Linked DNA regions of Mus musculus: region 2 is linked to region 1. The links are chromatin contacts, called in public HiChIP or PLAC-seq maps. All regions are on one chromosome and are shown on one strand. The core of a region is the stretch at or near the end of the contact, and the rest is flanking DNA. Distances in the headings are between cores, read along the strand shown.

What was found. HiChIP or PLAC-seq counts read pairs in DNA pulled down with a chosen protein or histone mark.
Region 2: an H3K27ac HiChIP or PLAC-seq map of VIP interneurons shows a contact between it and region 1, with 6 times the contacts expected there. The contact joins the promoter of Agtpbp1 here to the enhancer-like site in region 1. A contact is called at or near these places in 8 of 115 datasets of contacts at active chromatin or transcription factors (VIP interneurons, differentiating embryonic stem cells, embryonic forebrain and 5 more).

The regions. Positions count from the first base shown.
Region 1 is chr13:58,637,748-58,640,648 of GRCm38.p6, reverse strand. No RefSeq gene overlaps it. Among named protein-coding and RNA genes, the nearest start is that of Slc28a3, 28 kb to the right of the region's middle. Within about 2 kb of position 1,493, at least 13 of the 459 cell types and tissues checked have an H3K27ac peak or open chromatin away from gene starts, as enhancers often do. A contact at or near this core is called in VIP interneurons, where this site is marked.
Region 2 is chr13:59,555,790-59,558,690 of GRCm38.p6, reverse strand. Agtpbp1 (ATP/GTP binding protein 1) reads left to right here and starts at 1,389. Exons shown (of 26, transcript NM_001377097.1): 1 at 1,389-1,593.

The DNA of each region.
Region 1 (2,901 bases), core at 244-2,743:
CTTTACCGAGTGAGACCCAGAGACCTTCCTTTGTCAGGCTGCTGCTGTGTAGGTAGACTAGCCTGTGGCCCGGGTTGAGGCCACAGTTGGGTGGGGGGGGATGGAAAACAATTTGTGTTCAACTGCGCCCTCCAGTGGCCACCGGCAGCTGCAGCGCTGCCAACAACATTTAAGATTCTCTCTCTCTCTCTCTCTCTCTCTCTCTCTCTCTCTCAAAATGAAAGCTCAGAATTATTCTAAAGAGAACACTAAACTGGAGAGAGGAGGCATGCAGACTGCAAGTTTTTAAAACCTCTCCTTTATGTTTAAAACATCTCAAAACGTTCACAGATCTATAAAGAAAGGAACCAGGGCTGGAGAGATGGCTCAGTGGTTAAGAGCACTGGCTGCTCTTTCAGAGGTCCTGAGTTCAAATCCCAGCACCGGCATTGTGACTCACGACCATCTGTAATGAGATCTAACGCCCTCTTCTGGGGTATCTGAAGACAGCTACAGTATACTTCCATATAATAAATAAACAAGGAAGGAAGGAAGGAAGGAAGGAAGGAAGGAAGGAAGGAAGGAAGGAAGGAAGGAAGGAAGGAAGGGAGAAGAAAGAAAAAGCACATAAATGTGCCATATACCCCAATATACATTCACACACCCTATACGCACATTTCAACGAAGACCCCCCCCCCAGAATTATCAGCAGTTTCAGAAATTACAACTGATGGACCATAGTTGTGAGCCCCCACGTGGCTGCTGGGATTTGAACTCGGAACCTTTGGAAGAGCAGTCAGTGCTCTTACTTGCTAAGCCATCTCGCCAGCCCCAGGCACTGTACTTTCTAATCGAAAGCACCTTTGAACTTCATTCTAGAAGGAGCCTACCTGCGCACTGCTAATGCCTGGCTTTTTACAATTTGACCTTCAATCTAGACGTCACCCAAATGATGGACTCCGTGCTTGTGAACCCTCCCCTGCTACAGAGAAGCAACAAAGGGGGAAAGACATCAACTCTATAATCTGAGACGCTGACTGCTCCTACAGGGTTCTGAGCACCCACGCCGCAGCTGGCAGGCAACCATCTGCAACTTCAGGGTTGTATCTGATGCCCTTTTCTGGTATACATGGGTACTGCATGCATGAGCTACAGATACAGGCAGGCAAAGCATTCATACACATAAAATAAAAATAAATCCTTTCTAAAAATAGTGAATGTGGCACCATTCATTTTTACATTAATTTGTTATGAGTGTGTATGTGCACACACACATGAGCGTGTGAGTGTGTGCGTGGATGACGTGGCACATCTGTGGAGGTCAAGGGACAACTGTCAGGGTCAGTGCTTTTATTCTATCATGTGCGTCTCAGGGGTAGAATTCAGGTCATCAGGCCAGGTGGCAATCTCACCAGTCCAATAACTCCATCTCTAATGCTCTGTTAAATTGTGTGCCGTGTCAGCAAGCAGAGCTGGCATGAGCCCATTAGGAAGAAAATTGGACTGTTCATAAGTATGCGCCATCTGCTGGAGCATCCATGAGCAGCCCACGACATGGACACAGTGAATAGGGCTGCAGAGACAGTAGTGGAACTGGGTCCACAAGAACTCCTTTCTGCTTTTCATTGCTGGAGGACCCTGGCCTAAGCCCAAGCACCAGAGAACTAATGAACATTTAGTCTCAATCTGCAGCCTCCCTAGGGGACCACAGCAGAGTCTGCGGAAACGGTATAATTGTCTTGTTCATTACTGGAAACAGTAACTAAGTATCCTTCAGGACTCTCCAGCTCAAGATCTATAAGGATTTCTATTGTTCTGCTTCTCAGGCTTGGTATTTGTTTGGTGCTTTAAAAAGAGAGAAACCTGTCTCCTGCTATGTTTAAATGCCCAATCCCATCAGGACACTTCTGCAGCTGCCTGCATTGGGAGAAATCAGGAAATGACATCAAAGTCTAGACATAAAACAAAACATAAAAAGACATCTTTGAGACAAGCCTGGAGAAATGTGAGCATGAGCAATAGGTAGATGGTGACAAGCCTCTATTTCCAGTTTCCAGTCAGCTTGGGTACCACAGCTCAGTCTAAGGAAACCACACACAGCCATCTTTATCCTGCCCAGGACTGGGGAGACATGAGCTTAGAGATCTCCACCCAGACTCCAGAGGGTGGAGTAACCTTTATCTGAAGTTTTTGGGACCAGCATGCTTTTCTTCCTTTCTTTCTTCCTTCCTTCCTTTCTTTCTTTCTTTCTTTCTTTCTTTCTTTCTTCCTTTCTGCGTTTAGAATGTTTGCATATACATCATGTGTATCTTGGGAATGTGGCTCAGGGGCACACAAAATTCATTTAAAGAAAAAAATATATATATATACACACACACATATGTATCCTAAAGATATATACTTTTTATATATACACTTTTTTTCTCCTTTGGAGACATGTTCTTCTCCCTGTGTATCTCTGGCTGATCTGGTATTCACAAAGATCCTCCTACATCTGCCTCCAGAGTATTGGAATTAAAAGTGTGCACCACCACTCCTGGCTGGGTGGCTGGTCTTGTCTCTGAGACTGCATAACCACATAGCATTATCATTGAGAAATTCACACTTGAGAACCACACAATCAAGTTATAATAAATAAATAAATAAATAAATAAATAAATAAATAAAATCTCATTAACATTTAAAGTAAGTTTGTTATTTGTGACTGTATTCATAACTGCCCTTGGGGAGCTACCTGCAAAAGATCAGAGCCTCATTCAGGTGGCTATGATTAATCCCCCCAGCTGTCCACAGTGCAGGTTACTTGCTTGGGCTCTGGGGCCTCACGCCCTTTCTGAGCATGCTTGCCCTGTTGATACAATTTTGCTTTTCCCTCCTGGGCTTTCACATAGTATGCAGTCCCCAAGAGCCCGGCTTCTCCCT
Region 2 (2,901 bases), core at 140-2,639, 920 kb before region 1:
CTTGTGCTTCCATGCTTTTAAGTTATGGTCCTTGAGGCTGGGAACTCCCATGGGTCTGATAAGAGCTGGAGCCCAATCCTTCTCCAGGTGAGAAGGTTCTCACACTTGCTAAAGGTGCCATTCATCTGCAAGTTGTGTGTTTGCAATAACTTCAAAGCCAATGACGCTGTGGGTTACCCGGCTGTATGGGCCAATCTTCTGAGCCTTTGTTCTGACCATTAACCATACTTTGCTAAAGAGGAATTCAATTTATATGTATTTCTAGATTGCAAGTTGATTTAGAAACACGTTCTTTGAATAATGTCTCATGAATTTTGAACTACTAAATGTTCTTAGACAATCGTTTTCATTTTGGGGAGTTTGTGGTGGAGAGTGGTTTAAAGGTATTTTAAATACTTGAATCTATCATTATGTGCACATGTGTTATAGGTATGGGGAAAACCAACATTTATAAAATGGCAGTCTTTTGTTCCTCTCAGTAAAGACATCTGCCAAGAGCAAGTAGCATGAAGCACTGTTTCACACCTTGAATACGTTTTTTGAATTACCTCCACAAACCTGCTTGAACGAAACATAAGAACAAAATAAAAACCCCACAGGGCTCAGTTTAGTCCCCTATCATGCTGTGATAATTTTACATCCCTTACCAACCACCATAAACAGGGAGCATGGTCGATGCTCCTTAAAAAGGCAAATGATGTCTTTATTAACAATGTATCTCAGAGTATTTAAACACAGTCAAAACACAAGCATGCTCCCTACTTCTCCCCCACTGTTTTTTGCCTTTAGCTTCTGCACCAAGGTTTTCCATAACATCGTTTTGAAATGAATGGGCATGACATTTTGTTCGCAGTACCATCAGATAATCTCATTTACCTGGATAAATGGGCCATGCGCCACAGCCTTCACAGCCTGTTCTGGGTCAACTTGGGGTCAGGAAGGACTAGCCTCACTGTTTCCCAAGGTTTGATGGGATTTGGGAGCTACGCCCCCGGTTGGGAAGGAAAAAAGAAGGCGATTTGATGAACGTGTCGATCTGCTAGCGGGCTAACACGTTTACACTGGCCCACGACCCACAGGAACCCAAAGGTAAGGGCGCGCACCGCCGGTTGCCCACGCCAGAGTGGAGTCCTTTCCCTACTCCGCCCCACCCTGCCCCGCCCGCCCCGCCCCGCCCCTCCTCGCCCCGCCCCGCCTCTTGGTACCCACCCGACCTTGCGCACGCGCAGCTTGTCTTCCCTCCAGGCGTGCCGCCCCCGCCGGCGGGCACGCGCCCCGCGGGCCCCCCCCCCCCCCGACGTCCCGCCCTTCCCTGGAAGCGCCCTTCCCCCACGCGCACGCGCCCTACCGGGCGCACGCGAGCCGGCCCTCGGAGCCGTGAGTTGGGCGGGGCGCCGCGCTGACGTTGCCCGGGATGCGGGCATGTTCCGCGGCCGTCTTCGCCGCCTCCGCCTCTCCTGCCACCCGGGTTTGTATGAAAACGGCGGGCCGCGGGCGGCGGACGGCGGGAGAAGGGCGGCGGGCGGCGAGGAACCGCCGTGCGCCCCGGGAGTCCCGGGCGCGGAGGCCGAGCGCAGCGCCCAAGCCGAGCCGGTGAGCGTCCCCGCCGCCCGCGCGTCCCGCTCGCCGGCTCCCGGCGGCTCCTCGGTTCACTTGGCGGAGGCGAAGCGCGCTGCCAGGCGGCGAGGCGGGCAGTCGAGCGAGCCGGGGCGGTCGTCGCCCCGTGCACTCTCCTCCGCGCTCCGCTGCCCGCCACTCCCTGGCCTCCGCCCTGCCGCGCCCCGGGACCCTTTGATTGGCTGCTCCCTGACAGTTTAGCGCCGTGGACGGCAGTTTCAACACCTCCCCGGGTGGTCGGGGTGGACGTTGACTGTGTATGCTGGTCCGTGGATGATGCAGGTCTCGCACGGCGTGTGAGGTAACGACGGCGATCCCGCTGGCATGGCAGGCTGTCTGTGGCAAGCCCTCTCCAGGTGTTCGGAATGGTAACGGTGCCCATCAGGTACCCGGCAGTTCGCAGTCCACAGAGTCGAGTGGCTCTCCCGAGCGCTCGCTCTTCCTTGGCCAGCTTCTGACTTATTCTCACAGTTCTCCTTGCTTCCCTGAGAGAGGAAGTTATTTTTGTAATTGTGTTTTGGAAATGTTTCTGGTTTCGTTGGCTGCAGAAGAAATGATTTATTTAAGGCACTTTGAACGGTACGGATTTTAAAACAGGCCAGATGTCAAAACCAAAGTCCTGGAGATCTGTAATCAGATCCCTCTAATGGGCCGCACTTTGGCGATGCCTTAGTCCACCCGAGTTTCTCCTGGTTTGCTTGGTTTCTCGTTCTCCCGAGTCACATTCTACAATGGAGTTACACTGTCATTTTGAATGACCATAGAGTTTTGCCTTGAATTGATGGATCAGTGTTTAAAATTGTAATCTCTGTTGGACTCTGAAACAGACCCCTTATGTGTTTGACCAACATGACATAAATGTCAAATATATTAACGTAATTTAACCTTCTGTGGTATTTTTAGTTTCTTAAGATTTATACGCATATGCATATGTATATATACATATGTGTGTGTGCCTGTGTGTGCATGTGTGTGTGCACCATGTGTGTACCTGAGGAGGTCAGAAGAATGTGTCAGATTCACTGGAATTGGAGTTACATATGGTTGTGAGCCACCATGTGGATGCTTGGAATCAGACCCACCCAGGTTCTCCGAAAGAACGGCCCTTAATCATTGAGCCATCTCTCCAGCCCAGTGGTAGCAATTTTTAAATAAAGGTTTTCCAATTGATTTGGCTCAAGGGTTACCCCTTATTTCTTTTACATGTGTGTATAGATCAGAGCACTTTTGAGTTTTGGTTCTCTTTTCGACCTTGTGGTGCAGGTGATGGAAGGAGAGTGGTCA